7 separate regions of the Mus musculus genome follow, and regions 1, 2, 3, 5, 6 and 7 are each linked to region 4. The links are chromatin contacts, called in public ChIA-PET, Hi-C and HiChIP or PLAC-seq maps. All regions are on one chromosome and are shown on one strand. Each heading gives the region's core, a stretch centred on a gene start, on an enhancer-like site or on the middle of the called end of the contact. The rest is flanking DNA. Distances are from core to core; before and after follow the strand shown.

What was found. Hi-C and Micro-C count contacts between places; a contact is called where the count stands out from the background. ChIA-PET counts read pairs in DNA pulled down with a chosen protein or histone mark. HiChIP or PLAC-seq counts read pairs in DNA pulled down with a chosen protein or histone mark.
Region 1: an H3K4me3 HiChIP or PLAC-seq map of embryonic stem cells shows a contact between it and region 4, with 10 read pairs. The contact joins the promoter of Alx3 here to the promoter of Gnai3 in region 4. A contact is called at or near these places in 15 of 39 promoter capture datasets (the 3T3-L1 cell line, the C10 cell line, the HPC-7 cell line and 7 more), 1 of 484 Hi-C or Micro-C datasets (embryonic stem cells), 8 of 115 datasets of contacts at active chromatin or transcription factors (embryonic forebrain, embryonic midbrain, embryonic stem cells and 3 more) and 2 of 9 other capture datasets (embryonic stem cells and macrophages).
Region 2: a contact with region 4 is called in a Hi-C map of the G1E-ER4 cell line, with 2.6 times the contacts expected there. The contact joins the enhancer-like site here to the promoter of Gnai3 in region 4. A contact is called at or near these places in 7 of 39 promoter capture datasets (the 3T3-L1 cell line, the HPC-7 cell line, embryonic stem cells and 2 more), 1 of 15 datasets of contacts at CTCF or cohesin (large pre-B cells), 2 of 484 Hi-C or Micro-C datasets (both in the G1E-ER4 cell line) and 1 of 115 datasets of contacts at active chromatin or transcription factors (embryonic stem cells).
Region 3: an RNA polymerase II ChIA-PET map of memory CD8 T cells shows a contact between it and region 4, with 5 read pairs. The contact joins the promoter of Gpsm2 here to the promoter of Gnai3 in region 4. A contact is called at or near these places in 1 of 39 promoter capture datasets (liver), 1 of 115 datasets of contacts at active chromatin or transcription factors (memory CD8 T cells) and 1 of 9 other capture datasets (adipose tissue).
Region 5: a contact with region 4 is called in an H3K27ac HiChIP or PLAC-seq map of thymic regulatory T cells, with 4 times the contacts expected there. The contact joins the promoter of Prpf38b here to the promoter of Gnai3 in region 4. A contact is called at or near these places in 1 of 39 promoter capture datasets (pre-B cells), 1 of 484 Hi-C or Micro-C datasets (CD4 T cells) and 1 of 115 datasets of contacts at active chromatin or transcription factors (thymic regulatory T cells).
Region 6: an H3K27ac HiChIP or PLAC-seq map of thymic regulatory T cells shows a contact between it and region 4, with 4 times the contacts expected there. The contact joins the promoter of Stxbp3 here to the promoter of Gnai3 in region 4. A contact is called at or near these places in 2 of 115 datasets of contacts at active chromatin or transcription factors (memory CD8 T cells and thymic regulatory T cells).
Region 7: an H3K4me3 HiChIP or PLAC-seq map of pro-B cells shows a contact between it and region 4, with 2.6 times the contacts expected there. The contact joins the promoter of Prok1 here to the promoter of Gnai3 in region 4.

Annotation. Positions count from the first base shown.
Region 1 is chr3:107,593,328-107,596,428 of GRCm38.p6, reverse strand. It overlaps Alx3 (aristaless-like homeobox 3), which reads right to left and starts at 1,398. Exons shown (of 4, transcript NM_007441.3): 1 at 977-1,398. The coding sequence starts at 1,253.
Region 2 is chr3:107,576,368-107,579,476 of GRCm38.p6, reverse strand. No RefSeq gene overlaps it. Among named protein-coding and RNA genes, the nearest start is that of Alx3, 17 kb to the left of the region's middle. Within about 2 kb of position 1,471, at least 12 of the 459 cell types and tissues checked have an H3K27ac peak or open chromatin away from gene starts, as enhancers often do. A contact at or near this core is called in the G1E-ER4 cell line, where this site is marked.
Region 3 is chr3:108,720,750-108,723,568 of GRCm38.p6, reverse strand. It overlaps Gpsm2 (G-protein signalling modulator 2 (AGS3-like, C. elegans)), which reads left to right and starts at 1,270. Exons shown (of 15, transcript NM_029522.2): 1 at 1,270-1,528.
Region 4 is chr3:108,144,560-108,147,729 of GRCm38.p6, reverse strand. It overlaps Gnai3 (guanine nucleotide binding protein (G protein), alpha inhibiting 3), which reads left to right and starts at 1,578. Exons shown (of 9, transcript NM_010306.3): 1 at 1,578-1,842. The coding sequence starts at 1,725.
Region 5 is chr3:108,910,348-108,913,193 of GRCm38.p6, reverse strand. It overlaps Prpf38b (PRP38 pre-mRNA processing factor 38 (yeast) domain containing B), which reads left to right and starts at 1,465. Exons shown (of 6, transcript NM_025845.3): 1 at 1,465-2,030. The coding sequence starts at 1,752.
Region 6 is chr3:108,838,946-108,841,804 of GRCm38.p6, reverse strand. Stxbp3 (syntaxin binding protein 3) reads left to right here and starts at 1,303. Exons shown (of 19, transcript NM_011504.1): 1 at 1,303-1,385. The coding sequence starts at 1,337.
Region 7 is chr3:107,237,175-107,240,223 of GRCm38.p6, reverse strand. It overlaps Prok1 (prokineticin 1), which reads left to right and starts at 1,572. Exons shown (of 3, transcript NM_001357885.1): 1 at 1,572-1,616; 2 at 3,011-3,049. The coding sequence starts at 1,593.

The DNA.
Region 1 (3,101 bases), core at 149-2,648, 550 kb after region 4:
GCGGATCTCCCGGGATCTAGTTTTGGGTCTAGGCTACGAAATGTGGCTGCATACGAGGGGTGGGCGTGGGTGCTGAGCCACTCGTGGGTCAGCGAGTACAGTGGGCGGCAAAAGAGTCTTGGCAGGCCCTGCCACTCAGGCGCATTCTCAGATAATGGTACGGTCCGACCCGCCTTAGCACACAGGGCACGGTCCCCGGAGTGGGATGCGCCCTGGGATTTAGGATAGTTCGGGACCGCTTCCGACGGCTCAGCGGTGATGATTCGGTGCCGAGATGCCAACTGCAAGAAGGGTAGCCATCCCCGTGGCGACGGGGAGGCCAAGTTAATCTGAGAAACAAGAACATAGTTATTTGATCTTGAAGACAGTCCCAGTTCTGAGGGGGAGCAGCCACCGCCACTCTGCGGAGCGACTTAACGGCATCAGAAAACCTTTTCCTGCAGAGGCTGGGCCCGAGGATGAGAGCTGGGTAAGTCCAGGACACAGCCTTTCCCTCGCTGAGTCCAGTTTGGCCACTAAGTCGAGGCCCAGCCTCTACGCCCTCAGCGGGCGCCATGCACAAAAGCAGAACTCTTCTCTCCCAGCTTTGGGGCCCAGTTAGGCTCCGGGGCCCTCCACCCAGTCCCCTCTTCTGGGTCGGTGGCAGAGAGGCTCGGCTCCGGATGAGCGCGATCTCTCCTCCCAGGTTCAATCACCTTGGGGGTCGGAATGGGCCCAAGATCGTCCCTACTCCACCCTCCTTTGACCTCCCGCCTCCCATTGCCTCTGCCGGCCGGGGACACAGGCGATTCTGCGGTCCCCAATGCCCTGGCCTTGTCCGGCCAGGCCAGCAGCGATCTAGCGAGGGAATCGTGGAAAATGCGAGACGTACCCAAAGTTAAGAAGCAAGAAAGCGGGAGAGTCGGGGAGACCAGGAAGGGCTGGGGATAAGAACGACATGGGGTTCCACCACCACCCCCGACCCCCGGCGTGTTACCTTCCGCGGAGCCCTCGTAGAAGTGGCCGCCGTTGAGCACCGGGCCTGGCCCGAGGTCCTGCAGGTACTTGGCGGGCGGCTTGGCGGGCTCTGGGAGGTAGGGTTCCAGGGGCCCACAGGCCGGGAAGCGGCTCAGGCGCGGACCGCGGGGTGGCGCGGGGTGCAGGTGAGGCGCAGCATCGGGAGTCCCCTGGGGACCCGGAGCCTCGTCCCCCGCGGCCGCGTAAGGACCGGCCGCCGGCCCCACGGAGAAAGGCGCGCAGCGCTCGGGGTCCATGCCGGCTCGGGCTCACAGGCCGCCGGAGCTCCGGGGCTCCCGCTAACCCGCGCGGCCTGTGAGCCAAGGGGGAGGGACCTGGGCTCGGGGGCGCGGAGCCCCCGGGAGCGGCGCGCGCCGCGGGGGGTGGGGGGCAGGAGAGGGGGCCGCGCCTCTGACTTAATGCTGGAACCATCCACGTCACGTGCGGCCCCGTGCGGGTTAACCCCTCGGAGCCCAGGAACACCCCCACCCCACCCCATTCACCCCGAGTCTGGTATCACAAGCAGTTGGAAGAGAAGAGAGGGAAGCTGCTTCCTTTCGAGGGCAGGATCCCTTTTGTCTAGCAGTCGGGTGAGTCCTTGGCTCTGAGCTGCACCCTCAAGTCCTGATATCCATCTTAGTGGCTCTTGGCCCTGGGGAGGTGAAACGGTGAGGGCAGACATCCTCCCCACCCCCGCACCCTCCCCCATCCCTCCTCCAACATTCTCTTTGAGGCCTGATCTGACATCAGTCTGAGAAGAGAGGCCTCTACTGTGGTAGAGTTTCCCCTTCACCTTGCTCGGTTTATTTTTGCTGGTAGCTGGAAAAAAGCAAGGGCATCTCCCTTAGACACTTGTTTTGCCTGGACATCCTAGAGACTGGATGCTGTGGAAACAGCAGGGGGCTTGGGAGCTTGGGCCTCAATACTGTCATTGATTATCTGTGATTTGAACCTCTCACTTAGCGTTTTCAGCTGACTGTGGTCCATCTACATTTGGTGGTGAGTTCCAAAGCCCAGGCAGGCCAAAACAGACAGAGAGATCTCTAGGTTTCACAGTGGTCTGCCCAGGTAGCTTTTTGGGTCAGCTATGGAAGAGCAGAAGGGTCATTGTCCTTCTGAGCAGCATAAACTGAATGTCACTCAGATCCACTGCAAATTAACTGCTTCAGGCTTGCTATTTTAGACATAGCGAGGGTAGGATTGCATCTCCCAAAGGTGAGTCTCCTCGACCCAAAGGAAGCCTAGGATTAGGGTATAGCTTAGCCTTTCTGAAACTGAATAATCCTTACTGTGCCTAAGATCTGGGAAGAAATACCAGAGGTCCTTTGGACCCGAGCTTAAAGATCCCTTAGGTCCGGGTTAAAACATTTATATTTTTAGGACCCCTGGAGATTAGCGAGAGGGGCAGGGAGTCAAACATCATTTGTATTCTATTTGAATTCTCATTTTTAAAAGGAATCTAAGAGGCCTGGTGTGAACACCTCCCTCTTCCGTTGGAGGCTTAGAGGAGGTTTCTTGGCTGTCCTCAGCCAGAGTTGGGCTGTAAATCAAGGCCAAACAGGAACCAGAAGCCTTGCATCTCACAAGGAGTCATTAAGCCATTATTAAACATACCGTAACTTTTCTGAAGCCTTATTGGCTTAAACACCACATTGGAGGCATTATGGCCATTAGGGCCCCTAATCACAGACTGCAGGCTAGGCAGAGATGGGAGCACCTGGGGCTGATATTTCCAGCTAGAGAAGCCTGGCTTAAAATGAGGTTTTCCCCTCTGCCTCTACCAGAGGGGAGTCCACTGGCTCTCAGCTGTGGACACTGCTGAACTGATTATTAATAAAAGGTTTTCCATAATTGTCAATGAGGTAGTGTTGACTGTCTAGAAGGTTGTATCATTTCAGGGCATCTAATCAACAAAGTTACCAAGCAGCTTAATTTGGAGGATGAAAGTATGACACAAGACCAATGCCATCAACAAATTAAACAAGGCAGCTTGGATTAAACACTGGGCCTTTTGCTCTAGGTGCCTCATTTTTCTTGTCATAAAAATGGGTCATGTACCTATAGACTGGGTATTTGAGAATCACTAGTATTTTGCCATACCATGT
Region 2 (3,109 bases), core at 222-2,721, 570 kb after region 4:
GGTTGGGGGTCAGCACATCTGGAGGAACTGCATTGAAGGGTCGCAGCATTAGGAAGGAATCACTGGCTTAGAGCCTCTTCTCAGCACTTCCCATGGACTGTACCAACAGGGGATACTGGAGCTCCTTCTTGTGTGAAGCTTATGGTCAGTCCACTGGTGGCTTCGGTGATGCAAATCTCCTCGTCTTAGGTGGGCAGAGGCATATTGTAAGCAGTCCCCAGCCTCTTCCTATCCTTATCCCACCATTAATTAGTTTTGCTAGTCTATAGATACCTAGCCTCTCACAGTCCCACTGGCTTCCTCAGGAGCAGGATCCTAGGCCGGCCTCTGTCTTTCCAAAAGGCCCTCATGTACACCTGGCATGTACACTTGGGCTCTCTGCAGCTTGGGCTCTTGAGAGAGCAGGATGCTGGAGCCCAAGGTCCAGATCTCTCAGTTAGGAGAAGCCAAACCATTTCCTATCTCCCCACAACCCACCTATCCCAAATGCTACCTTTCCCTTGACCAAAGCTGGTGCCTGTGTCCCTCCCTGCTCCCCAGCTTGAGAGTGGATGCCTGCTTGAGGATGTATTAACTCCACTCTTCTAAGGTGAGGAGATTGCCACTTGAAGGATAAATGTGCCTGTGTGCTTGTGAGTGTGGGGAGGAGAGTAAGAGGTAGGGAATACTGACAGTTTAATGAGGTACCACCCTCCTCTTGCCTGCCTAGGGCCCATGGCCAAGACAAGTATCAAGCACTTTCCTGTACAGGTCCTTGTGCTAGGTACCCACAATGAGCTGGCACACTGTGTAAGACATAGCCCTCACAGGGAGGAAGGCCCCACAGGGGTAGGGGGAGGAGTAAAGATCCCACCTGGGCATTGAAGAGTTGTGTCATCTCCAAGTTCAGGAACAGCCAAGGCTGTGTTTGTCCTTTACCTGGAGACTCCAAGTGTCTGGCAGTGGGCCTGGCACACAGTAGGCATTGCACTAAAACTGTGGAACGCACACAATGGGAGAGCAGAACAGAAGTAAAAAAGGCAATCAAATGAGGGGAAGCAGGTTAGTCCTGTAGTCCCTTACCTAGGCTGGGCCTCAGGTGATCCACCATCCCATTTTTGAACCTGAGAGTCCTGGTCTGGGAAGTCTCTCTGAGTCTGAATAAACTGAGATGGTTTGTCAAGGTTTTTCTCCTTGAGTTCAGGCTGTCCCTCCAGGACCTTCCCTCCCTGGCCCTCATGTTACCCTTCTCTGCCAAGCAGGGTCTCCTCCAAGGTCCTCTGGGCCGAGCCCTGCCCCAGCCATGACCCCCCAGTCATGATCCCACAGCCTGACCTCCAGGGCTGTCCACTTCCCTTTCACTCAGCTATTCCTGATAAGAAGACTAGAAACAGGTTTGCCCTTTCACCTCTGCATATCTCTCTGAGGAGCCTGCAGGTCCCCACATCCTGGGTCACACCCTGAGAGGCCCCATGCCTCCCCCAGATTGTGGGCCAGCAGCTTTGGCGGGGTGTGGTGGTGGGGGAGCAGAGGCCACAGCCCTCAGGAGACAGGCAGCTCCTTATCTTGGCTTAAGAAGGTCCTAGTGCTTGCTCCTAAGATACAGAGCTCACTGGGCAGAATGGCAAGCTGGCTGACCCCTCCCCAGGTCTTTGACTGACATTCTGGGTGGAACTGGCCGGATGTTTCTCCTTCTTAAGAGACACAGCCTCAGGCAATACAGCTGTGCCTTCCTTAGCCTGGCTGCAGCTGGAGGTACTGAGAGCCCAGAACCCACACTTCCTAGTTTTGGGATAACATCACTGGGCCAAAGGTCTCCAAAGAAGGGATGTGGGGGCTTCTATGAGGTCCCAAGAGGGTCAGCATGACTCATATCTGATTACCTTCTTCGATGGTCCTTTGGATTTCTGTTCATCAGGGTCTGACGTTCCCACACTTGTGTGCTCATCTGACTGATTGGCAGTGCTGGGTGGACCGCGTAGATCTCAGAGTTTGCTTGGGGTCTCACTTTGGCCAAGCGCTGCCTGAGCCAATGTCACACCAAAACCCATTCCAGTTGTGGAGGCATGTGATGTCTGAAGACATTGTCCTCTAGAGTGGTCAGGTGCCACTTTTACTCCTAGGGCCCAGTGCAATCTCTACTGATGTAGAGCGGATCTCTCTCAAATTTGCATCAATCCGTAAGCTTTTGAATTTGTGGACTTGAGGTGATAAGAAATAAACAAGGAATTTTCCCCTTTGGTGAACTCCCACTAGGGGCTAATTGGCATCTAAAATGGGCATTGTCCACCTGTGGTCAAGGACAGGTGATGAGCCCCCTGTGTGCACAAGGATGTTTCCAGGGCTATATTTTCTTTCTGTATCTTTAGGGTCATGTTTTCCAGACGTTAATCGCTTGAGTAGAACCTCTGTGGATGTGGTTACACCAGAATGTGCGTGTGTTACTAACATCTTCCTTTAACCTACTGTACACACACATACACATGCAAATACATGAAAATATCTTTGGGAGGAAATTTCACATCCTTACTATAAATGGAATATGAGTAGTAAAACAGAGCAGCTACAAAAATAAACAGGATGACAAGGCAGTAGTGCCACTGTGCTGTGGCTAAGGCTGCCTCTACAGAACTTTGAGCCTCAGGTTTGCTTTCTTATTATTTTATTTTTTTCTTTGATTTCAGTTTTATTGCATTATGATGAGGAATGATACATAATTTCAATTTATCTGAATTTGTTAACATTTAAAAACATATTTTGTGTAAATAGACTTAAATCACATTCTTCTTTCCCTTTTGTACCCCAACTCTTCCTGGAGAGCCCCCCTTTAAAACCTGCAATACCTTTCGTTTTTTATCATATTCTTTAAAATTTATAAAATATTGTAACAATAAAAATGGGTATTATAAAAGTTGTTTGATATAAAACAACAATCAATTGAACAGTCTTATGTAGATGTTTGTCTACAGCAATACTGAAAATACATACGTTTTTCTCAATATAAATTTCAAATAACTCTAAATATATTAACTGTATGTTTTTTAAAATAATATATCAGCATTATTTTTTTTTAATGAACATAAATAGAAAAAGTCTTTTTTTTTTTTTTTTTTTAGTAGAGCTTAAAAAT
Region 3 (2,819 bases), core at 21-2,520, 580 kb before region 4:
AAGGGGGCACAGGAAAGAAACGATTCGCTTTGGCTATGCAGAATTTAAAATACTTTTTATTGTGGTTTACTGTACCAATTCCCACAAAGAATTTATGAGTATGGAAGAATTATAATATCTACCTCTGAAATAGTACAACCAGCTAATTCAGCTTTTTATAAGAACTTGGTATTAAGGGTGCTCGCTGATAATAATAAGAGAACCACTTATTGAACAGCTTCGATGTGTCAGCAGCTGTGTTAACCATTTCATAAACTTTACCTCCTGAAGCATCATGACAGACCTTATTAGAGGAGGTCTCATTATCTGTGTTTTACAGCTGAGGAAGCTAAGGCTACAGAGGACAGACGCCTAACTGGTTCAAAATCAGTCAGTAGGAAGAGGCCCGAGCTGAAATTCAAACCCAGGTCTGGCTGGTGCTAACACTATCTCTATACAGTTTTCCATGACACACATATAGTGGTCACGGCCATCACCACAGAGATGCTGAAACTAGAATTTCTTTAACAGGTGCCCAATCCTGTAAAACATTAAAATTTCATCCCAGTGGAGAAATAGGCAGTGGCTATAGATAATGTAATGTAACCAACGTCATCAGCTTCACAGCAGAGACTCTAGTTTAAACATTTGATGAACAAGCTAAGATCTATTTTTTGGTGAACTTGATATGAAGGCATGAATAGAATGGGAATGCAAGCCGCCGGAGCGGATTAAATTCGCCATCTCTGCTTTTCCTGGGAACCAGCGATCCTGCAGTCAGAAGAAGTTTGCTTTCCCAACATCTGGAAACGCCAGAACTGTGTGTGACACTGCCTCAAGAACTGAGGCTCCTTGTTCAGACTTTCACACGGGACCCTCTGTTCCTTTCACACAGGCCTCTTTCTTTCTCACATCTGCCTCTTGGAAGACTTTCCCAGGGCGGGACTGAGCCTGCAGGGAAAGAGGCAGTGGACTGGGGCTCCTGGGTTCAAAGTCTGAACTAGACCCAGCTTGAACTCTGATGTTTATTGTCCCACTTTTCGCCATCTGAAGGAGAAATTCGAGGACAATAAGCTTCTAGTTGGCGGAGGATCTATCCGCAGCAGAGGAGAATCAAGCGCTACAGTCCGAGAGGCAAACCCCACACACAGATCTTTAGAAGGAGGGAGCCCTGGCTCGTCTAGCCCCGCCCTCCACCCGCCTAGCCCCGCCCCACCGGTGCCATTGGCCGGTCCAAAAAACGCGGGGCGTTGTCAGTTTGAATGGGCGAGCCTGGAGCTAGGCGCAGGCGCAGAGGAGTACAGGCGCTGAGGGAGCCTTGCTGGCGGTGAGACCCTCTGAGAGGCCAGGGGGAGGCCGAAGCTCTGGCCCACGTGACCTGCCGGGGGCGGGCGCCCGGGGCGCTCGCCAGCCTCCCGCGGTGCCCCTGCTTGGCTCGGCGTCGCCGCCGGGACCCGACTTGGGGAAGCGCCGCGGTTCCTAGTCTACGGCCAGAGGCGCTCATCCCTGCAGCGGTTCCTTGTTCTCAGGAGCCGCGGGCCGGAGGGAGGTGAGCGGAGCCTGAGGGGGTGACCCAGTGGGGTGTGTGGGGGCGTGGGGCGGGGGTCTCTGGACCACCGAGGCTCGACGGGCTCGGGTGACGCTGGGACCCGGGAGCTCCGTGGGGGGCTTCGCACCCGCACCATTTAGGCTGTTGTCCCCTAAGTGAGGGGAGACTGGGGATCGGGCTTCTGCAGACCTTGAAAATACTTGCTGGGATGCAGCGACTTCACGCGTTTTCCGAGCGTAACAGACGGTGGATACAAAGCCGAATCCCAGTGGATTCGAATCCCAGGCACGTCGCCGGCCCCGGGTCTCCACACCAGACACCTTTGTCAAGTCACATTTAAACTCCTGAACTTTTCGGATCCCAGACTTACTGGCAAGCGAAACTGATAGATCGTTGTAACCAGCTTTATAGCAAGCGTAACATGTTTGAGATCTTAGCCGGAAAGCTGTAAACTTAGTATCTTCAGATGAAAAGTGGAAAACGTAATTTCCTTGTATTTTAATGGTAAACAATTAGGTGGCTTTAACAAGTATCATTTGAACTCTGTTGAAACGAGTAATGATGGCAATGTTTATTTGCCTTAATGCATTATTTAAACGCCGGGTAGACTTAGAATAGGTAAGTTCTTGACTCTCCTCTCGGTGCTTTGTGTTGATTGGACTGCTGTGTGGTTTGTGTTGTAAGTTTTTGTCACCAGCGAAGCAGAATTTTCAGACTGCCTCTTTGGAAGGCTAAACTGAAGATTTTCCGGCTTGTTAGTAACCATCGTGATTGCTTCTGGTAAAGAGCACTTTTGCCTGGGGTTTCGACGTGCTAAGAGCAGAGATTCGTTCCGCCTAAGTTCAAAAGCGAAGGTTCCTGTCCTTTGACTTGAGGGCAGTGGGGGAGTTCAGGGATGCCCGGCCGGTTCTAGGCATTCATAGGCCCCTCTTGCAAACTATTTCTAACTTACAATTCGAGGATTGGACTGGTTATGAATTCAGAGACTGTGGAGTATTGTGGAAGCGTGTCCCACGGAAAAATAGTTTAGCTGAATTTTCAGTAGGTCAGACATACACTATTACAAGTATGTTTTGATGTAAACCTGAGATTTAATAGTAGGCTAGTTACAAAGGTAATGCACTATATATAGTGTGGCTCCCCACACCTCACCTCCTCTGTACTTGGGTTTGAACTCTAAACCATGTGAACACTAAGCAAGAGTTCTATCACTGAGGTAATTCCAGATTATTCATTTATTAATTAATTAATTCATTCATTCATTTATTTGAGACCTATTGTTGCTAAATGT
Region 4 (3,170 bases), core at 329-2,828:
TATGGCCACTGTCCAGGAATTTTCTAGTCACTGAGACGGACTGGTAAAGTTCAATATCCAATCCTTACCTCCTGGAGGCGGTTCCTGGACACAATCTCCCTTACAAGCCGAGGAAGCAACAGGGTGAGATGATCCATCCTGCCAGTTTTGCCAACATCTTGGTATCGAGGTGACTGCCATCCAAAAACCTTAGATGCTCTGTTGTCAGGGGTCTCCCAGCTATACCTTCTAGAGAGGTCTGGTAGAAAGAGGGCGTGAAGTTGAAACTAGACAGATGTACTTACTGTGTGGACGTGGGAAAGCGACTGAATTCCTCTGAGCCCATTTTCTCATTGGCGACAATGGGGATTAATATTACCTACCTCACAGGGTTGTTGTGAGGATTAAGAGATGAGACATGGAAGTGCCTACCTGGCAAAAAGGTACTCAATAATGTTGTGTTTCCCCCTTTCCTCTTGACCCTTTCCCCCCTAGAAGTGATCAGAAAGGAAAAGCAGTTTCTTTTGGAAATGAGTGGGAGACTTTCCAGACTTGGAATTGACAAGCATTATGGGTGACGTGGACGAGGTTAATCTAATTAGATGGTTCTAATTAATTAATTTTCACTATAGACCTTTCTCTTGGGAATTTGTAGCTTAAGTTACCTCCTACTAGAGAAATGTTTTAAATTCCAGGGAAATGTTTCAATGGCTGTAAAAAAATGCCCCTTCTTAAAACGGGTGTTGAGTCATTGTGGGTCTATTTAGTAGGGACTTTAGGATATTCTTCACAGAGCCAATATTCAGGAGATAGTAGAAAGACAACTTTTACCAAACTTCCCCCTTTCTGTGGCTATCACAGAGGAACTCTTGTTAGATTAGAGATTAGCTCGTTTATTTCTGGGTATGGAACTAAGTCCTCAGGTTTACCTGGAAGAAAGGGAAGCGTGGAAATATTATAAATGAATTACACCTAGTTTCATATTCTAATACTTACTACCTATTTTTCACTCTCTATTACTTGATGCGGTCGAGTGATCCTTTGCCAACATAGGAGTGCCAGGCATATGTACAGCTCACAGAAATCCATACGTTGTAGCAGAAGGACTAATATATACTTGGCATAATGGGTGTAGCCAGAGGAATGGGTGAACATCCAGGCTGGGCAGCTCAAGGATCAGACGGAGGGAACTTTGGCTGAAGTGCCCAACACGCGGCTCTGGACAGAGACCTGGGCTCCAAATCACAGATGAAAAGGAAAAAAGGTTTTTTTGTTTGTTTGTTTTCTGGAGAGGGAGGCTTTTCCCAACAGCAATTCCCAGAGGACTGTGAGCTCTCATTTGAGAATCTGATCCTCACCGCCAAACCTCCAGAGCACACCACGTGCTGGAAGTCCCGCTTTTTCTACACTTGGAATCCAAGTCCAGGAGCCGGAGAAGTAAAAGGGTATTAAGGCTGGGAGGTGCGGAGCGAAGGCTCGCCATCACTCCACGGGGACAGTCAGGTACCAGGGAACTTCCGCTCTCCGTACCACCTCCGCCTCCCACTGGCACAGCGCTCTAAGTAGTAACGGCCGCTGGGCGTCGCCGGAAGTGTCGTAAACAGCACACATCCGGTTCTTCCGGGAGCTAGGGGAGCTGACGGAGAAGGCCACCGCCCAGCAGAAGACCCGTCTCCGCCGGTGTGTGGCGATTCCCGCGGTGTGTGTGAGTGAGCCCGGGCCCGGTCCCCTCTCCCGCCGCCGCCATGGGCTGCACGTTGAGCGCCGAGGACAAGGCGGCGGTGGAGCGGAGCAAGATGATCGACCGCAACTTGCGGGAGGACGGGGAGAAAGCGGCCAAAGAAGTGAAGCTGCTGCTGCTCGGTGAGGGGCTGGGGGCGGAGCTGGAGCGCTGGAGCCGGAGAGCCCGGCCCCGGGAGCAGCCGGAGCTGATCGGGGTCTGGCCAAGGCCGGCAGAGAGGACCCCAAAGGGACAAGGAGGGGATGCCCAGCAATGGGGCGGGTACTGGGCTTGGCGACTGAGGCCCCGGAAGGCGTGGGGATTTCAGGTTGGAGAGGGTGTAACCCGGCTGGGATGGTACTTAGTAGAGTTGGGGAGTTTGGAGCCCCGAGACTGTGCTGGGAATCCGGGCACGGCTCTTAAAGGGAGGGACCGAAATTAGGGAGGGTTCACACTGGGCTGGAACGTGTTGAGGAGGATAGTGTATGGTGTCTGGTGGGGCCTGTCTAGGGTTTGTGTGAGTTTGATACTTGATGTCAGGATAAAGCTGGAAGGATTGAATGATTAAATAGCGAAGCTAGTACAGAGAGGGTCACATAAAGAACTTGCTCGCAAGTCTTTTTGTGCTGTTAGTGAGGTGGGTTGTCCAGGAACACCCAGGAGGCGGTTGAAATAAATGACAGGTTCTTAGGTATAAAAGAAAAGACCTTGGGTGCAGAGGCCACTAATACTTTTTTCAACTTTTTTTTAAAATCTCTCTCTCTCTCTTTTTTTTTTTTAAATTCTCTTGAGCTTCCGTGATTCCTTTTTTAAATTAAAGGGCTAGGGATGGTGTGAGCTGAGGAAATTGAAAGAATGCCATTTTTGAGGTTTGGGGTAGAGGACAGTGGGACCATGTGTGTCGGGAATAGTAGAGGATAACATATGGACTGGGGCAGATTTATTGTAGAGATTGTGATCTATTTGGGAGGGGTTGATTTTTTTTTTTAATTGGGTTTTTCAAAATAAAAGTATGTATTGGCTTTCAGACTACAAACACCGTGTTGTCTTATACTCAAGTGGGCTTTTTTATCTCTAGTCAGACATGTTTCAGTCAGGATAATTTCGTTTTAAACTTTGATAGGCCCAGTAAATCATATAAACTTCTCTCGCATTAGCTTACCAGTAAATCCAGCTGTATTCATTATTTATATCTTTGAGGAATCTGTTAGATGAGAATCATTACGAATAAGTCACAGGTTCTGGAAGCAGCAGAGCTTTTTAGATAAATACCGTCCCGAAAGGTCACTTTAGAGCACTAATTTCACTTTGTAGAGCTCCAGAGGACGGACACCACTGCCATAATCTTAGGCTGACTTCGTGCTTTAAGATGGGCTGGCTGCTTGCTTATATATTTTGGAAGCTCTGAGCGGCAGCTTGAATATAAAGAAAACGTTATGCAGTGGAGTTTGAGCTTCCAAAGGATAAGAAT
Region 5 (2,846 bases), core at 216-2,715, 770 kb before region 4:
GAGGAACATCCTCAGCCCCTAATGCTCATATCCATGAATGAGCACAGGAAAACACGTTTCTGTTGGGATTAAACCAACGTTGCCCATGCTAGCTAGGCACCTCGTCTACCATTAAACTACACCAATAGCCTGATTTTTTTTTAAGTCAGATTATTATACCAGTCTAGTCTTGGCCTCTTGATTGTTCTGCCTCAGTCTCTGGAATGTAAATTTCCTTTCAGACGTAGCCATCAAAACCAACCTAGCCTGATTTAAATACACACACACTATAAGGATGTGGGGTAGCCTTTGGTAAGCATTAAGTTCCTAATGTTTCATCCACACATTACAGACATTTTATTGCCACTACTCCCCACGAAGCACAGCTCCCAGCTTCTTGCCAACTGTGCTATTTTCCATCTCTAAGCCTGATTTTGCTTTCTATGCTTAAGCCATTCTTTGCTCAAATCAGGCTTATTAGATGGTAAATAGTAGATGATGGTCAAAGGCTCCAGCAGCCTCTTAACTCTCAAACACTATTAATCTTAAATTATTAGTACCTTTGAGAACAGATACCCTGATTACTTTCCCACCTTTTCTCCATCTCCATTCCTCACTCCCTTTTCTAAGGCCTAGCCCAGTGCAGCGGTACCATAGAACTAGCATCTCACTACATGTGGTAGCTCAGGACCCAAAATCCCAGTATCTCGAAGGCTGTGGCGTAAAGATTGTCTTGTGTTTGAGGCCAGCCTGAGCTACATGCTAGCCTCAGCTATAGTGTGAGACCCTAATTGAAAATTAAAAAAAAAAAAAAAAAAAAAAAAAAGGTGAGTCAATGGAAGCACTCCACGTAGGGTAGCAGATTTTATGTTTTTTGTTATTTTGAGATTGGATGTCTATGGAACTTGGCTTCAGAATCACAGACCCGTCTGCCCCTTCCTCCCCAGCACTGGAAATAAAGCGGGCGCCACCACACCCAGTTGAGAGTACTTTCTTTAAAGCTCACAACCCAGTTAAAATATTATCCTAATCTTAGGAGAAAAAAAATTTGGGGCCGTCTACGACTTCCGGTAGGACACTATTACCTCTGCGAAAGCCTCAAGGACTCTATCGGAGTCAATTCCCTGACTCTAGTCCTTTCTGGAGAATCTAACAAAATTAACTCATGAGACTTCGACCGCTCCGCAGGAGCAGTCACGCATCCGTCCAGAACACAAGTGTCACGAGACCCTCTTCCTGCCTCGAGAAAAATCAAGCAACGGATGCAAACTCTAAAACATAGCAACTGTGTCCAGACCCCCTTCCCCCTGGGCCAAAGTCCCAGGAGGAAGCCACCAGCCCGGCACACAGACCACCGGAGCCGAGCCAACACGCAACGACCTCGCGCAACCAGGAAGAGGAATAGCCTGCACACACGGGCGGCTCTGATTGGCCACGGCCTTAGCTCGAACGCCCGGGCGTATGGCGTCACTTCCGCTGGCCCCGCCATCTTGTTCCCAGGGGCAGTTGGCGGAAGAGATCGAGCTCCTCTGCTGCCCGTTCTGCTTTGCGTCCGGAGTTCTCCCCGCCTCGTTTTTGGCGTCCGTCTCGGGCCCGGGCTCCCGTGTGTCGGCGTCCCAGTTGCAGTTTCCCGCTCGGCTGGGGCACAACGCGGCGGGCTCCTTGCCCCGACGGCCTTCCATGGAGTAGGTCCGGGACCGTTGTCCCGAAGAGCGCGATCGAGCTTGGCCTCCCTCCTCCCGCCCGCCCTCCTTCCTTCCTGCCGCGGCACCATGGCCAACAACAGCCCCGCGCTGACCGGCAACTCGCAACCGCAGCACCAGGCGGCCGCGGCCGTGACCCAGCAGCAGCAGCAATGTGGCGGCGGCGGCGGCGCCACCAAGCCGGCGGTGTCGGGCAAGCAGGGCAATGTGCTGCCGCTGTGGGGCAACGAGAAGACCATGAACCTCAACCCCATGATCCTCACCAACATCCTGTCGTCGCCTTACTTCAAAGTGCAGCTCTACGAGCTCAAGACCTACCACGAGGTGGTGGACGAGATCTACTTTAAGGTACGCATCCTCTAGGCCGCGTGTCGGGGGTAAGTTCGCCAGAGCGGGGTGTCGGATACCGTGGATGCACCCCCTTTCCCTCCCTCCTGAGACCCGCGGATTTGGGGGAGGGGGAAAGTTGGCGGAGGGAGAAGTGAAGCTTGGGGCTGGTTTGGGACGGGTCGGGCTAGGGCCGCCCTCTTTTTTTCCTTTTCAGGTTTTGTTTTTTTTGTTTTGTTTTAATAGCCGGGCGAGCCCGCCACAATCGATCTTTAACCTACCCCAACCTCCTGCCTATCCCTAGGGAGCTGTTGGGCAAGAACTCTAGGGGAGAGGAGAAAAGTAATACCAGAAGCCTGTCCAAGTTCACCATTTTTTAAAAAAATGACTCCTTTTTACCTGTGTCGACTAAGCACTAACTCGGTGCTTCTGCCGCTGCCCCCCGGGCCAGCGGAATTACTGAAGTAATTACTTCAATGTCGGCCTCGTGCTCTTCGTTAAGCTCTCCAATCCCGACAGAAATTGGCCAGTGAGTGTGTCGGGTGGGCCGGGAGGGTTGAGGGTGGCGTGGAGTGCCAGGGCAAAAGAGGTGTACAGAAGGCCTGGAAATTTTTCCCAGCAGGAAGTCAGGAGTCGAAGGTGTCAGCCACCTGTGCGTTGGGCATAATTAGAATGCTCTGGGCCCTGGGCTTCTTTCTGCGGCAGGGTCGGTGCTGGCTTGGCTGTGCTGGGGAGCTCACCTGGCGCCTCCTCACTGCACTCTTGTCTCAGTTCTTGTTTCGTTAGCAGGATTGACTCAGTCTTGCAGCGAGGCTCGGAGCAGCCCAGGGTCGCAGG
Region 6 (2,859 bases), core at 54-2,553, 690 kb before region 4:
GCTAAGATGGCTCTCCCCTTCTTTGGCCTGCTAATGTTTCTACTGGCTACCATAATTGGGCCCTGCATCCACCAAACAAGGCTAGAATCATTGCCACTTGACAACATTATTAAAGACAGTCCCCTATCAAGGATTTGAGAAGGACACAAAGGTCAAGGGGAGAATGAGAAACCTGCCTGACTCCATTTTTAAGGTAGGAGACATTTTGTTGTATTGTTAAACACAAAGTTTCGTTTATTGTAAGAGTTGAGTTTCTGTTTTTAAGTTTCTGTTTCTTGGAACCTGCCCTGCACCACCCTGTGACCATGACTTGTTTTTGAGAACACTTTGACCCTCCCTTATCACTAAGTACTTGGTTTTTGTCCTTTTGAAATTTTCCTATACTTCCCAACTGCCCTGTTGTCTTGCTTCTGTAACACTGTTTTGCAACTACTTGTTATTTTGCTCCTTAAAAGGGACTCTCAGCACTTCTCTCTCTAACCCCTAATTGGCCAGGTCTCTGGTGCTCCTGGATATAATAAAGCTTGCTTCAATTTTAGCTCTAAAATTATGGTAGTGGTCTTACTCCTGCCTTGTGGAATTAACAATTCTAGGAATCGTGCTCTATAACTTAAAATGTAAAATTCTTCATAGGAATAAGAGGGTCTCTCATTTCTTAGACTTTTCTGAAACTCTATCACAGTTCTGGGAACACTGGTGGTTACCTTACAGCTTAAATAATCAATGATCTTCAAAAATTATTAAAATGAAGTTGAGAGGGATAGACTTCCCATATGGCGGTTGAACAGGCTTCTGAACAGTATAGTTTGAATTGCTTTGCTGAATGAAACATTATTTTGTAAAGCATAAAGTCTCCGTATTGGGGATGGCAGGATGTGTCTTGACAACTTAGGTTCCATCCCAAGACCCACACTGTGGAAGATGAGGTCTTCTGACCTTCACCTGCGAGCCTTGGTATGCACACATGCATACATACACACAGATAAATGTAAAATAAAAAAGACCCGGTATGTATAAATTCATAATTGTATAAATTGTGTTAGTTCACATATTTGCTTTCTGATGCCAAATTGGACACTGAGATATGGGTTATAGTAGGCTTCCGCTAGGGGGCGCCAGACAGTGCACAGAAGTCTGACCACACTACGCAGCCGCAGTCCAGGCACAGGCGGGACACGCCCTAGTTGATGCGCGTGACGTCACCTGAGGGCGCGGCCCGCGGAGGGGGCGGAGCCTCCCCACCGCGAGGGGAAGGGCCCGCCCCCGAGCGCAGCTTTCAGGGCCAAAGTAGGTTGCGAGTGGGAGGCGGTGGCTGTAGCTCCACGGCTGGGGGAAGATGGCGCCGCCGGTATCGGAGCGGGGACTGAAGAGCGTCGTGTGGCGGAGTGAGTGCGGAGGGGTCAGGGATGAGGCCGGGAAGGGTCGGCTGTACGGGGGTCTTCTTTCCCGCTGCAGCTCTGCAGCCTCTCTGGGAGCTGCATGGGCACTTGTTGCTTTGGGACCAAGTCCCTGGCTTGACTCCTTCCGGCTTGCCCAGAGTCGGGTTTCGTGCCAGCACCAGGGATGGGCGGGGTGGCCAGACGCGGCCTTCTCCGCGGCTTTGGCCAACTCTCACCCCGGTGAGGTTCTTCCGCAAAGCCCCACCCTTGGGCGACCTGACTCGGGCCGACTTTCCCTCCCAAGTCCCTGTGCTGTCCCGGGACAGCTCTTCCCATTGCACCCCCCTCGCCACACCAGGCACGGACGTCTCTCCATCCGACACAGTCTGAGCTCTGTGTTACTACTCTGTCCCGCCCTCGTCCCCGTGTTTTCAGAAGCCGCTTGGTGTCCCATATTCATGTTAGCACCGAGGGTTTTTACTACCATCCTTTTCAGTGTCTTGTCCTTTAAAAAGTGCAGGCGTAGCTTTTCAAGAGCGCCTTCTGCCACTGTTCCAAGAGAATATGACTTGCTTTAAAAAAAAAAAAAAAGAGTTCTTGAGAAAGCAACAGCGGACTGTTAAAGTTTTATCTAGTATCCGGTCCCTGCATAGTCTGCTCCTTGTGTTACAATTGGTCTTCTTGTTGGTTCGACCAACTTTAATGACTTTTATTAAAATGACACCAAACCTAGGTCTGCCAGGTTAGAAGAGCAATGAAAGCAGCAAACCGGAAGGACCTTCCTTGTTTGGCATCTCTGGGTTCTAAGTAATTATAGTCTAGTAGTAGAAAAGGAATAACGTCTTATTAGTGTTTCTTACTCCGACTTGGGGAACAAGGAACAGAATAGGAATTAGCCAACAGAATTCTGCCTTCAAGAATTCCTTGTATAAAATTAAAATCCAAAACAGTACAGGCATGGTGTTTACCATATAGAAGGTACTAAATAGATAAGTAGACTTTGTGAAATACAAAATTATCCTTTCATATTTATTATTTTCAAATTTATCCTTTCTGGGGGCCTGCAAGGTGGCTGAGTGGGTAAAGGTGCTTGCTGTCAAGCCCAAGGACACGAATTGCATCCCCAGGGACCCACGTGATGTAAGGAAAGCACTGACTTAGGCAGATTGTCTATATTGACTCTCATACGAAAGTGGGTGACAAATTGTGCTGAAGAAATTACTTCTGAGTTATAATGGCACCTTATATCAGGGCTTATGAGAAAAAGATACCGTTATGCTAGTAACGCCAGTATCAATAGCATGAAGATAACAGGCTTTCCCTGTTCTTGTTAACTTAGGGTAACACCAGGCTCACCACATGGAGAGTAGAATATAGATAGGCAGGCTGGATGAAAGGAAAAAGATGTAAGGCTGTAAAATAGTCTTAGGACCGCCTGTAACTCGAAACACACAACCAAAAGACAAGAATAGCCCAAAAC
Region 7 (3,049 bases), core at 323-2,822, 910 kb after region 4:
TTCAGCAACAGATACCACCTCACCCTCTGTCTTCTCAACCACCTCTGTGTTGAATCCAGGGTAAACACTCACATAATGCTTAATAGCTTGAGTATGAGAATATAAACACTCCTGTACGCTGCATGGTTCAGTGTGGGCGAGGAGAAAAAAAAATCAATGTTCCAAATCTCTTAATTCATCACTAAAGTTATCCTCCTGGCCCAAGCAGGAAAGAATGATGCAGAGATGGAAATGGATATCAAGTGAATTGCAGGCAACTGTTTGAAGTGTGGTACTCTTGGAAGACTTAGAACAACTGTCAAAGTCCCCAGTGTATCCATTTGTATCCGCTCTGACGGTGATGGGATGCTGTTGGAGATTCAGGTCTCATCTTCGCCTCTGAGCTCATCTGAATAATGGTGATGGGAGGGAAGAGAGAGATGAGGCATTTAGAGGCAGCCCTGGATCTGGCTATATAAATCCGAAGGAGGTCGGGTAGGACAGCTTGGCCTTCTCGGCTTGTCTAGCACAAGGCAGCGCAGAAGGAAGTGAGGGGTACCAAAGTAGACTGTGTTTGTCGTCACCTCAAGTGATCATGAGAGGCGCTGTGCATATCTTCATCATGCTCCTTCTAGCAACGGCGTCCGACTGTGCGGTCATCACAGGGGTAAGTTTCTAGCATTCTCCATAGACCTGGTATAGGGGCCAAGATCGGTGTTCTACAACAGGGAGTGTACTAAGAACCACAAAGGCTCTGCTGCTCCAAATCACCTAAACCAAAGGGATTTTGAAGGTAATCACTGTCTGGGAGTGGGGTTGTGTGTGACTTCAGATGGGTTAGTCTGGCAGACAGAGTTGTGGGTAAATAGAATACCATTTTAAATACATTAGGAGGGCGCTGGGATTTTGACATCGAGTCTTTAGTAAAATGGAGATTCCTTGGTGTGTGCCATAGGACATTTGTTTACAGGGCAGATTAGTGTCCCATCCCCAGCCCCATTTGTCTTGTGTACACCTTGGTTTTCATCTTTGCCTGGTTCACTTGTCCGTGTTAACTCACAGAGCATGCTGTGAGTTCAGGGCGGCAAGCACACAGGGTCCCTCCTTAGTCTCACTTTAGCTATTAGAGAGAATGTTCAAACACCCCCTTTCACTCTTTAGTGGCTTCCCAGGGGGAGATGTGTGGTGCCAACATTGGCAGATGCACCCCAAACATGTTAACCTTGAAGCAGAGGCTCAGGCCAGGGGCACTGAGTCTGTCACTCAGGGCATGGAGTCTTCTCATCTCCTGCTGTACCTGCCCTCCTGTCATGTAGGTACACGCAGGGTCATAAACTGGACCTAATCACAAGCCAAAAAACAGTGCTTCTCTTAAGAGCTCCCCAGGCAAAAGTCAGGAAGAAAAGGAGAGAATTAAGTTTTATTTCAACTTCCTCCAACCTTCTACCTGGAAGGTAAATATGGAGTAATGCCAGCCAGTTCCTGGAACTGGATAAATTTTAATTTTCACAGAAAAGGCAACCTCCCTTTCAAAGGAAAGAGACTCCGTTCAAACTAACACACAGGGCAAGCAAATGCTCTGAAGGCAGGCTTGCATCGAGCAGGCATGACTGATGAAAGCCGTCGTGAAGACCAAGGTCAGACCCGGGAGAAAAGTTGGGGTTGCCCGACACAGTGAGGGATGGGGGTACATGGAGGACCCAATGAGCTGCACAGTCACAGTGCCACCAAGCCAGCGCCAACATCTATTCCAGACTGGCAACAGGTAGAGAGGCCCAAGGGAAGTGGGGGCATCTGTTAATAAGAGCCCAGTGAGAGAAGAAGGTCAGGTCAGTCTTGGGGAGTAAGTGAATGGCAAGATGAACAGTCAGAGGAGGGTCTTGAGGGGAGGAGAGCCAGGCAGGCCCAGCTGCCCTCCATTTCCCATATCCTCCTGACATTCCTCCTCTGACTCTCAGAAAGAAGTCAGCTCCTGACCTCCTGACCTCTCCACCTTCCATTGCTCCTTAGTGACAGCCCAGCTGAAGGGCCGGACCTCCCAGAATGCCACGCCTACCATCATCAGGAGAGAGGAGTCCAACTAGTCCCCACCACCCTTCACCTGCCATTCCCAGGGGGCTGGCTTGGGTGTGAGAAGCACCCCTGCTGGGCTAAGATTAGCTGCTGGTGACTGCCACCTGGACCTTCTCTGGGTGATGAAAAAGATTTGGTATATGTTTCCTTCCTCATCCTTCCTAATAGAAAGGTTGGAGCTTCCACGTCTTGTCATGTCCCATGCTGGTAGCCTGAAGGTGTTCTGTGGCCTGATACTGGAGAATAACGAAAGAAAACTCAGCCCCAGACTTCAGTTCTGAAGCCACATGGCCTCTGGGTAGTGGCCAGGTCGACTGGCTCTCCATGAGGCCCTACTTGCTCTCTTGACCCTGGTTTTGGTGTAAAGTTAGGTTGTTTGAAAGTTTCTTTTGTTACCTGGTTATCCAGCAGGTCCAAGCAGCCCAACCTAGAAGGGTGCATCCACGTCGGGGGTCCAGGGAGGCCAGCAGAGAAGTGGTGGGGGTGGGGGATGGGGGATGGGGGGGATAACTGTCCATCAGGCCTCTGTGGGTTACCGGATGGGAGACACACAGAAAGGTAGCTTAGAATAGATGCTGAAGAACAAAGGACACCAAAAGCTCAGCAGCCAACATCCAGAGCCTTGGACCACGAAGGACCCTCCAGTTCCTTCACCACAGAGTTCTAATCCATCATATTCAACCAGTGTTGACTGGGATTAGAAAAGCTATGCCTTCTAACACAGGGTTTCCCGGGGAACAGGGACTGACTGCCTCACCACTGAGCAGGAAGAGTTCCCCAGACTGAAGTCTGGTACTGTGCTGGGCCCCGAGTGTCCCTCTCAAGAGACGAGCAGTGATGTTAGACCCAGGCCAAGGTGTCCTGTTGATCCGAGATGCTTAGTCACCACCTCCAAATCCTAATCCGGATCATTCCTTTGGGCGACACTAACCGGTTGGCCCTTTTCTCTCTCCCTTAGGCCTGTGAACGAGATATCCAGTGTGGGGCCGGCACCTGC